Regions from separate parts of the Sus scrofa genome. Here region 2 is linked to region 1. Evidence: chromatin contacts called from public Hi-C data. All regions are on one chromosome and are shown on one strand. The core of a region is the stretch at or near the end of the contact, and the rest is flanking DNA. Distances in the headings are between cores, read along the strand shown.

What was found. A called contact is a pair of places that touch in the nucleus more often than the background predicts.
Region 2: a Hi-C map of liver shows a contact between it and region 1, with 2.9 times the contacts expected there. The contact joins two enhancer-like sites. A contact is called at or near these places in 7 of 47 Hi-C or Micro-C datasets (embryonic fibroblasts, heart right ventricle, liver and 3 more).

Annotation. Positions count from the first base shown.
Region 1 is chr14:58,127,590-58,132,781 of Sscrofa11.1, reverse strand. All of the region lies in intron 2 of SIPA1L2 (signal-induced proliferation-associated 1-like protein 2), which reads right to left. Among named protein-coding and RNA genes, the nearest start is that of SIPA1L2, 13 kb to the right of the region's middle. Within about 2 kb of position 2,386, at least 29 of the 83 cell types and tissues checked have an H3K27ac peak or open chromatin away from gene starts, as enhancers often do. A contact at or near this core is called in liver, where this site is marked.
Region 2 is chr14:58,554,632-58,559,823 of Sscrofa11.1, reverse strand. No RefSeq gene overlaps it. Among named protein-coding and RNA genes, the nearest start is that of DISC1, 410 kb to the left of the region's middle. Within about 2 kb of position 2,988, at least 1 of the 83 cell types and tissues checked has an H3K27ac peak or open chromatin away from gene starts, as enhancers often do. A contact at or near this core is called in liver, where this site is marked.

The DNA of each region.
Region 1 (5,192 bases), core at 1,137-3,636:
CAGTGATGTGTGCTACTTATTTTGAAATGCAAACTGTCCCCCCGCAAAAAAAAAGAGGGACTGATGAGTAGACAGAGATGGATAGATATGTTTAAAGCAAATAGAGCGAAATGTTAATACTTTGCAGAAGGCACATGGTGGGTATCTCAATTTTTAAAAATGTTTACCTTCCATCTCTGATGGATCCAAAATATCTCCCCCTTTAGGTTTACAGACACACTCTGTAACCTTTAGCAAATTACAATGGGGGGAAAAATCAGACTCTCTATCATGATAGACTAGTTAGTCTCCACTCCGAGAATGCTGTCCACCATGTCTCTTGGTGTTGCTTTTGTTAATAAAATCCAGTTTGGTGGAGTTCCCGTCGTGACTCAGTGGAAACTAATCTGACTAGCATCCATGAGGATGCAGGTTTGATCCCTGGCCTTGCTCAGTGGGTTAAGGATCCAGCGTTGCTATGAGCTGTGGCGCAGGTCGCATCGGAGGCTTGGATCCCACATTGCTGTGGTTGTGGTGTAAGCTGGCAGCTATAGCTCTGATTTGCCCCCTAGCCTGGGAACCTCCATATGCCTCAGGGCAGCCCTAAAATAAAGACAAAAAAAAAAAAAATCCAGTTTGGGGGATGCAAAACCTAAAGCAGGCTAGGATCTGAATTTGGTTTTAGGCACAGTAAGTTGATGGCGACAGTCCTATGAGCAAGGGAAGAGTTACCACAGGGAGAGTTTTGTTTGTATTTCTTTGTATTTGCAGGTCCCATACAGAGCCAGGAGGAGCCTTGCATAAAAGAGCCCTTCAATGAAAATTCAAACCCAGACCACTTTCCAAAGCCCAACTCAGGTCCTCCCTTTGCCCTGAGTGTTCTCCTGATTATGCCCATCCACCATCCTCACCACCACCCACAGAGTCTTTCCTCTGAAAGAAGCTATAGTGCCCATGGGTGTCCAAGGGTCTCGGGTACATAGCAATCTTCTAGTACATGGGATGCGTGGCCATCAGCCAGGCCATCAGTTCGTCACCTCACAGGTAGCCCATTCTATCAAAGACAGCAGGCCTGGGCACCACACCATTCTCTTACAGTCTCATATTTTTGAGGGTTTGACTTTTCACATTTATGAATGAGGACCATGAAGAAGACTGACTCCAGGATAACCTGAAGGTCTCTCTGAGGCCTAAGACACTGAGTTGGTTCATTCATTGACTGTGCTGGATACTTCCCTGGGCCAGAGGACTGAGAAGTGACCAGGTCCCTGCCCCCAGGGTCTCACACCCTCAGGCACCCTCTGCTAACTCAGAAACTAGAGTGACAGAGTGGAAAGAGACTAGAGACTGTGGGGCCCAGTGTCCCCATTTTAAAACTGGCTTCATGGAGTTCCTATCATAGCTCAGCAGTAATGAGCCCGACTAGTATGCATGAGGATGTGGGTTCGATCCCTGGCCTCACTCAGTGGGTTAAGGATCTGGCATGGCCATGAGCTCGCATCCCGTGTGGCTGTTGGCTGTGGTGCAGACCAGCAGCTGTAGCTCCAATTCAATCCCGAGCCCGGGAACTTCCATATGCCTTGGGTGCGGCCCTAAAAAGACAAAAAAAAAAAAAAAAAAACCCAAAAATTGGCTTCATATAGCACAGGGAACTCTACTCAATACTCTGTAATAACCTATATGGGAAAAGAGTCTGGAAAATAATGGATATGCGTGCATGCATAACTGATTCATTTTGCTGTACACCTGAAACTAACACAACACTGTAAGTCAACTGCACTCCAATAAAACTCCCAGGTAGGTAGGTAGATAGACAGACAGATAAAAACAAAATTGGCTCAAACTCCAGGCCCTAGAAGCACAGCAGCGGGACACGGACACTTAACTACTCCAAGCCCTCTCGCCACCTCCACCTCCTGCTACAGCAAAGAAAGGCTCTTCCGTGGGGCACTCCAAATGTTTTCATTTTTGTTTGAATGCTCACCTTTCTCCTTGATTGTACCTTTGCCAGAAAAGGAGAAGGTAAAAGTTCAGTGCTGAAGCTGTGATCACTGGCAGGGAGGGAGGGGAAAGGAGTGAACAGGGGCACCAGGCTGCTCACAGGAGGCAGGGGTGGGGGTGGGGGTGGGGGGTGGGGGAGGCACACCTGCAGGTAGGTGCTTGTGGATGAAATGACGAAGAACGTAGTCAGATGCAAGGCAGTGCCTCCCAAACCCTCCCAGGGCCCACCCCTCGCTCCATCCCCGGATCCTAGGCTCCCTAGGCTCCTTTGGGAAAGAGCTGTGAGTTAGGATGCCAGGCGAAGAGGCTGGATTTAGAAAGTGCCACATAGCCAGACGCACACCACAGCAGCCATCAGACATCACCCAGATTTAACTGGCCTAAAATTAGCAGTAGGAGCAAAGTAGTTACTGCTCTGATTGCGTCAGAGCTTTTTGACTGGCTGACTGCCAGTTTTAAACAAATTGTCCTGCTTTCTCTACCAGGGAAACAATATTTTGGAACAGAGCCAGCAGAGCATTGCCATGACAGTTCCCATTCTGGCTTCGCTATTAATGTTTTATAATTCGGTGACAAGGTGAGCAGAGCCAGTGCGGGCGGCATCTGCGAGGGGGTTATTTTCATTGTTGTAAGCACTTATGCTTTGGGTGAGTAAAGTGCTGTGGATGAATCCTTTTAAATATTTAAACGCCTGAAATGTATTTAGGGCTTCACAATTCAACTGACTTAAACAAAGATTATGCAAATCTAGCCAAGGATAAATGCAAAACAAAAAAATTGTTTTCCTCTTATACTCCTTTTTCATCCTGGCAAAGATGCAGGAGCTTAAAGAAACGTTCTTTCTCTGCAGGATCACAGCAGAGCCCTCTTGCTTCCCAACAAAGCCCAGAGGACCTGATTCAACCAGCAGAACTGCTACCTCACTGCAAACTACAACGTTTCTCTTGAAGAACAGAGGATCCACGGGCTAAAAGAACAGGGCAGTTGTTAGAGCAGAACAATAGCGCCTTAGCCCAGCCCCGGCACCACTTCCCATCTGCAGGGACAGTGGGGGGATCATTCTGGCATTTACCTCAGCATGCACCTTCTTCACCCCTCTTCCTTCTCCCCACTCCCATTCCTTTTATGATTTACTGAGAACAACAGGACCTCACAAGGCATCTGGGGCCCCACAGTGGGAGCAAAGAGACTGGTTTAAACTCTAAGAGCTAATATTCAGAGAACCACATGTGTTCTCATGTTAAGTCTTAGTTTTCACATCAGTACAGGGGGCTAATCCCATCAGCCTTCGAAGGTTCTGGGTCAACCCGTGAGAGACAGGAAATGAATGTTCAAGCTCAACAGCTTGTTTAAGTCCCCCCTTAGGGAGGTCTCTCCCTGGTTCCTGATTTGGTGGCTAAGTCAAAAACATCAGCCCCCCTCACCCACTCCTCTCATCATTGAAAACTTTTTAAAAGAGGAAAACAAATCCATCATTCCAAGCAAATGACTTGCAAAGGCCCTCCAATAAACAAAACTGTTGGTGATTAGGTGATTTTACTGTTACTTGGGCTAATCTCTCAGCCTAGCCCACCACTCTCATCACAGTGTACCTTAAATGCCATTTTTTTTTCCTTTGTAGGGCCACACCTGTGGTATACGATGTTCCCAGGCTAAGGGTCACATCGGAGCTGCTGCAGCTGCAGGTCTATGCCACAGCCACAGCAACACCGGATCTGAGCCGCATCTGCAATCTATACCGAAGCTTGCGGCAACACCGGGTCCTTTAACCCACTGAGCAAGGCCAGGAATCAAACCTGCATCCTCATGGAGGATTCTCAACATGCTGAGCCACAAGGGGAACCCCATAAATGGCCGAGTTTAAACAAGCAGGGGTTAGAATGATGCCCCCTGAATTTATCTAATACAGGAATTAGTACTAGGTCAGGGTAGTAAGATAAAGACTCCCACCTATAAAATTATTTTATTTCATTTTATTTTTTGTCTTTTTGGGGCCCCACCAGAGGCAGAGGGAGGTTCCCAGGCTAGGGGTCAAACAGGAGCTACAGCTGCCAGCCTACACCACAGCCACAGCAATGCCAGATCCCAGCTGCATCTGAGACCTACACCACACCTCACAGCAACAGCTGATCCTGGACCCACTGAGTGAGGCCAGGGGCCGAACCTGTGTCCTCATGGATGCTAGTCAGGTTCCTTAACCACTGAGCCACGACGGGAACTCCCCACCTGTAAAATTTAAACTGTGTACCTACTACATTTAAGGCACAAGTAATTGTCTCACATACTCTGCCATCCTCAAATGAAAAGGACTGAACTGACAGAAGGTGTCCAATATACTACCGACAGGTTTTTAAAAATCATTACTTTCTACAGAAATGATCATGGCTAATGGATAGAGAGAGAAAAGACAACAGCTAAAGTGGCACAATTCAGAGAGCGTTATCTGTATTAATGGGTCCAAACCAGGCTTCCAAGTGAACTGCGGCTTCCTCTGACCCCAGTAAGACCCAGCCCTAATCAGCAGGGATGAGACTTTGGAACCGGGAAAGGTGTAGAGCACAGCCTCTCGCTCCGGGTGCCCACCCTCCCCGGAACCACACCCCTCTCAGGGGCTGTAAAGGTCCTGATAGAGCAGATGGAACTCCGCAGTCATCCTCTTCCCAAACTACTTCCCCATGTTTATCAGTTTGATATCAGGGTTCAATGACAGGTCATTGTAAGTGACCCAGAAAAGATATAAAAATGAGGAGTAAAAGGCTGTTTGGGTAGATCATTTACATAGAAATAATGAGAACCTTAAGACAACACTTACTTAGGTCAACAAAAGCCAAGATACACAGTTCTTTCATGTTTAAACCTGGGACAGAATTCCCCTTTGTGGCTCAACAGGTTAAGAACCCAACCGGTATCTATGAGGATGAGAGTTTGATCCCTGGCCCCGCTCATTGAATTAAGGATCTGGAGTTGCTATGAGCTGTGGTGTAGGTCACTGACATGGCTCAGATCTGGTGTGGCTGTGGCTGTGGTGCAGGCTGGCAGCTGCAGCTCCGATTCGACCCCTAGCCTGGTAACCTCCATATGTTGCAAGTGTGGCCTAAAAAGAAAAAAAAAGAAAAAGAACCCAGAGTGGAGTTCCCGTCGTGGTTCAGTGGTTAACGAACCCGACTAGAATCCATGGGTATATAGGTTCGATCCCTGGCCTGGCTCAGTGG
Region 2 (5,192 bases), core at 1,739-4,238, 430 kb before region 1:
TGCTCAGTGGGCTAAGGATCCAGCATTGAGCTGAGATGTAGGTCACAGATGCAGCTCGGATCCTGCGTTGCTGTGGCTGTTGTGTAGACTGGTGGTGACAGCTCCGATTGGACCCCTAGCCTGGGAACCTCAATATGCCATGGATGTGGCCCTAAAAAGATAAAAAGACAAAAAAAAAAAAAAAGATGTGAGGTCTCAAGCCATGAAAAGACATGGAGGAAGCTTCAATGCATATTGCCGAGTGAAAATAGACAATCTGAAAAAACTACTTACAGTAGGATCACAACTTTGTGACATCCCGGAAAAGGCAAGACTCTAGAGATTGTCAAAAGATCAGTGGCTTCCAGGGGTTAGAGGGGAAGGAGGAATGAGTAGAGAGAAAACAGAGGGGTTTCAGGGTGTGAAACTACTCTGTGGGGACACTGTAACAAAGGATGCAGGGCATTTTACCTGTCTAAACCCATAGAAGGTACAACACCAAGAGTGAACCCTAATTTCAACTATGCATTTTCTGTGACAATGAAGCAACCATGTGGGTTCAGCAGTTGCAAAAGCTGTCCCACTCTGGTGGGGGTGTTGATCCTGGGGGAGGCTGTCAGGGCAGAGGGTATATGGGAAAATCTCTGTACTTGTTGCTTAATTTTTCTGGAAACCTAAAATTGCTTTAAAAAAGAAGACTTCTGTTTTATTTTATTTTATTTTATTGCTTTTTTTAGGGCCACATCCCACAGCATATAGAAGTTCCCAGGTTAGGGGTCAAATCAGAGCTTCAGCTGCCGGCCTACACCACAGCCACAGCAACGCTGGATCTGAGCTGCTTCTGCCACCTATACCATAGCTCATGGCAATGCTGGATCCTTAACCCACTGAGAGAGGCCAGGGATTGAACCTGCATCCTCATGGATCCTCATTGGTTTCGTTACCACTGAGCCACGATGGGAACTCCCAAACTCCCTCTATTTTAAATAAATCGATAAATAGATGAATAGATAAATAAATAAACTGAATGGAGGTGAGAAAGGGGGATGGGAAGAGAGGAGCTTGCCAGGTGGCTGGAGATGGAGATAGGACGAGAAAGGGGGAAGCTATATAGTGATGAGGGAGCCCTTGGCATGGCCGTGAGCTGTGGTGTAGGTTGCAGACATGGCTCAGATCTGGCGTTGCTGTGGCTGTGGTGTAGGCCAGCAACTACAGCTCTGATTTGACCCCTAGCCTGGGAACTTCCATATGCCGAGGGTGTGGCCCTAAAAAGACAAAAAGAAAAAGAAAAAGAGAAAGAGAAAGAAAGAAAGAAAAGCTTATGCTCCACCTCTGTGTTAAGACGCTGCTGTTATCCCAAGCCATGTTTCGATATATGTTGAGGTCAGTTTCTAGATGCCCTGCCACGTGACATTGGACTATACCTGGGGTTGTGCCTCCTTGGACCTCTCTTAATACAACTCCTTGGCCTGATCAGTGAGGGAGGGCAATTGAGAAGGGGTGGAAAAGATTTTGGAAAAAGCACTGGAGGCACAAATGTTCCTGCTCGTACCACCTCTGTGACCTTGAGCAAGTTGGGCAGCATCCCACCCTCCTGTGTGAGCTAGAGAATGGATGGCAACACCTACTTTGTGGATTTTCTGAACGGATGAAAACACACTGCTTAGGATGGACGAGCACAGCAGTCAGTTTTTCCTGAAATGGAGAAACATTGGCTCTTCCCTTCGGATTGTCCAGGCACGAGAGAGTCCCAGAGATGGACTTGCCCAGGACCCTGGAATGAAGGCTTCAGAACAGAAGAGGATTTGTCCCTTGGTCCTCTGTTCAGAAGGCAGCTCTAAAGCCAAGGGCCTTGTAAAGACCATCACGTATGTGCTTCAGACCTTGGATTCTGACTTCTCTCATTTGACCAGTTCCTTCACTTGCTCTTTTGCCATGACACAGCCACAACCATTCCGAACAGAGCTGTGAATCAAGGAGCCAAAGGGAAACGTGGCTGACGGGGGACAGAGCCTCAGAGTGGAGATGGATGGGGGGCAGGATTTTGATCTATATTTGAAAGCAGAGGCCAATCGCATTTTCAGTGAGCTGGCAAATTCAAAGAGTTCTTTTCTAAGTTACCAGGGGATAACAAAAGCATTTCTGTGGTAAGACAAAGATTTTAGGATGAAGGGCTTTCTTAAGTATTTATTAGAGACTCTGATAAGAATAGACCTAGTGAGATGGACCTAAAACAATAGGAAGAATGTCCACCCTCATGGAATTTACAAACCAGTAAGGAAGAGAAGAGCCAGTGGGGGAAACGATTATTAAATGATGAACTACAGTAGCTACGTGCTAAGTAGCATTGGGTAGCATTTGCCAGAATGCTTCACCAGGAGCTCTGTTTCGACTGACTCCTATCACCAGCTCTAAATGATGTCTTCATCTCCGCAGCTGTTTGTTATGTACCAAGCGTCGTACACGTTTTTGTTTGAGGCAATCAAAAGAAGGGCAGACACGCTTCCTGGAATCAAGAAGGTAATCATGCCTTTGGGACTTTAACATTTACTCTTATGAAATAAGTAAATAAACGGTTCGAGATGGAATGTTCGGTTTGGAGAGAGAGTGTATGGAAAGACAGCAGGTCTAGAAAGGCTGTGGCTTTATTGCTGCTGTGACAGCGTGTGTGTCCAGGGAAGGACGTATTATGTCCGGGGGGGGGGGGGGGGGCGACTGTTCTAGCTTTACTTTCTGTCAGTTCTCTTCTTAAATATTAATAAAAGGAGAGCCGATATTTACCATGCCCTCTTTGGTGGGTTCTCGGCTGGTTTGGTGAACTGGACGGCTGGTAGAATCCTCAGCTAGTTTGACAGATGTGAGTGGGTGAGGTGACTTACCTCCAGGTTGAACATCCAGGCAGAAATGAGTTGGCATAAACTTCTTTCTCTTGTGTGTTAAGTCCTGGGAATTACACAGTAAAGCAATGAAAAGTTACATCTTCAACACAAGGTACATGAGGAGCAGAGTGTTCTCCTGGGACATGGCTCTGGGCAGCGGTCCAATGTGTAACTAGGAGGCTTTTCTACCTGGTGGGGGAAGCGTGGGAGACCCAACACCTTTGAACATTGCTGGTCCAGGACAGTGATGCTTGAGAAAATTGACTGTGGGTCTCTGTTTTCTATTCAAGTGTTCTTTTGTTTTCTTGTCCTGAGACTCCAATGAAGTGGCCCCTAGAAATATTTAAATAACATTCTCACATCTCTAAGGAAAGATTCTAAGAGATCGCTAGGAGTACTTCTGAGGCTGGATCCACGCTGCTCCCTTTTGATGGTTTGATGGACTCCAAATTCCAACAGGGCCCCTGTGTCCAAAGTGGGGATGATTCACTGCTCTCAGAAAAAAACTTGTTCAATCAGCTGGTACCCTGGAATACGGCCTTTCTTTCAATCAGTCCATAGTCTGTATCAACAATCTTTCTTCCTTGAAGGAAGCATATAAGGGTCACTATTAAGTGGGATCCCATACTTTTTAATTTAAAGCTCATCCCCCTCACCTCATCCCCCAGACCCCATCAAAACTTGCCCAACAACAAAGAAGAAAACAAGCCTCAAAGAGATGGACGGGCTTGCCCAGAATCACACCCATGATGGCAGATTCCAGGAGAAAGTCTGAGAAAGACTGACCTTGAGGTGTCCCAGGAATCAAAAAGTTTGAGTGTCACCTACCAGCACAGCTGCAATGCACAACCATCAAATAAGTATGAAGAAATGCAGTACATTTGTATTGTTTCCCTGGGGTTAACTTTCTTTTATTTTTTGAGACCTCAACTCTCAGACTCTTGGCATTTTTTTAGGGTGATCTTGCTGGGCAGATGCATTTTGAGAACACTGGGACGGCTGACCTCAACTCACATCCAGGTCTTTCTTCTCTTGGTCCATCACCACTCCCACTGCAATTCACCACCTCTTGCCCTCCACAGCTGGTGTACCCTTCACTATTTCCGGCTGTGTTTGTTGGAGACCTTGCTGCGATATTTTCTGCAAAGGTGGCCGGGTTGCCTTTTCTTCTTCCATTGCCGCAATCCAGAGCAGGCTTCCTCCAAGCAGTGCCCCAGGCTTCAGATGATTGTTCTTTTGTAAAATGCTGTGGCCTTCTGTCACCAAACATCTTAATTAGCAGAAATGGCTTTAGAACTCCATTTTTATGGGAAAAAAATTTTTTTTTCTTTTTACAGCCACACTTGTGGCACATAGAAGTTTCTGGGCCAGAGGTCGAATCAGAGTTCTAGCTGCCGGCCTACGCCACAGCCACAGCAACCTGGGATACGAGCCGCATCAGTGACCTACACCACAGGTCATGGCAAAGCCAGATCCTTAACCACTGAGCAAGGCCAGGGGTCAAACCTGCATCCTCACAGAGACTAGTCGGGTTCTTAACCCACTGGGCCACAACGGGAACTCTGGAAAAAGTATTTTTCATGCTTGTTTCCCTTCTCTCTTTCTCCTCAAATGTAATTTGTAGAGGATGCAAGAGAGCCAAGTGCCCAGGGTGTCAGAAACCCTGGGGAGCTTGCTTCTTAATGGTACTGTTGCCCCTCTGCCAGGTGAAATCAAAATAATGAGCAAAAATGGGGTGGACAAAAGTTTTCAATGGCTCGGAATTTCGAGCACCATTTTTCCTGCCTTCTGCTGAAGCCTGCAGGACACGGGGACAATTTGTGCTGGGGCAGGGGCTGTGCACTGGATCTGTCAGGGGCTGCAAGAACAGTGAGGCCACAGCCTGGGGAGGAGAAAAGATAATCCGCCCAAACCCACCAGGATGCTAAAGAACCACAGGAGGAGCGGGCGAAAAGATGCTTGAAGTCCAGACATCTGAGAGGTTGTCACCCTTTGAAGATGCTTTCAAGTACAAAGCACAGGGGCTCAAATGGTTCTGACACAGGCCAGGAAATAAATATCTACAGACACACACCTCGGGCAGAGCCGGGCACGTGAGGCGCCCAGCAGAGCGAGTTTGCTGAGGCTTCAGCTCTTCAATGCCCTGCCTCCAACCTCAAAGCATTGACCCACGAAAATACAAATAAATAATCTCACTCTAGCCTTGTGTGTGACTTCCAGGACACACTTTTGTTCACAAGGTGACAAAAGAAAGCATGGCAATGGCACAGCAAATTTAAGGATTGATTTGTTGGCTGCCGATGAGGGGCCCTTGAAGGTTTTTGGCTCTACCCT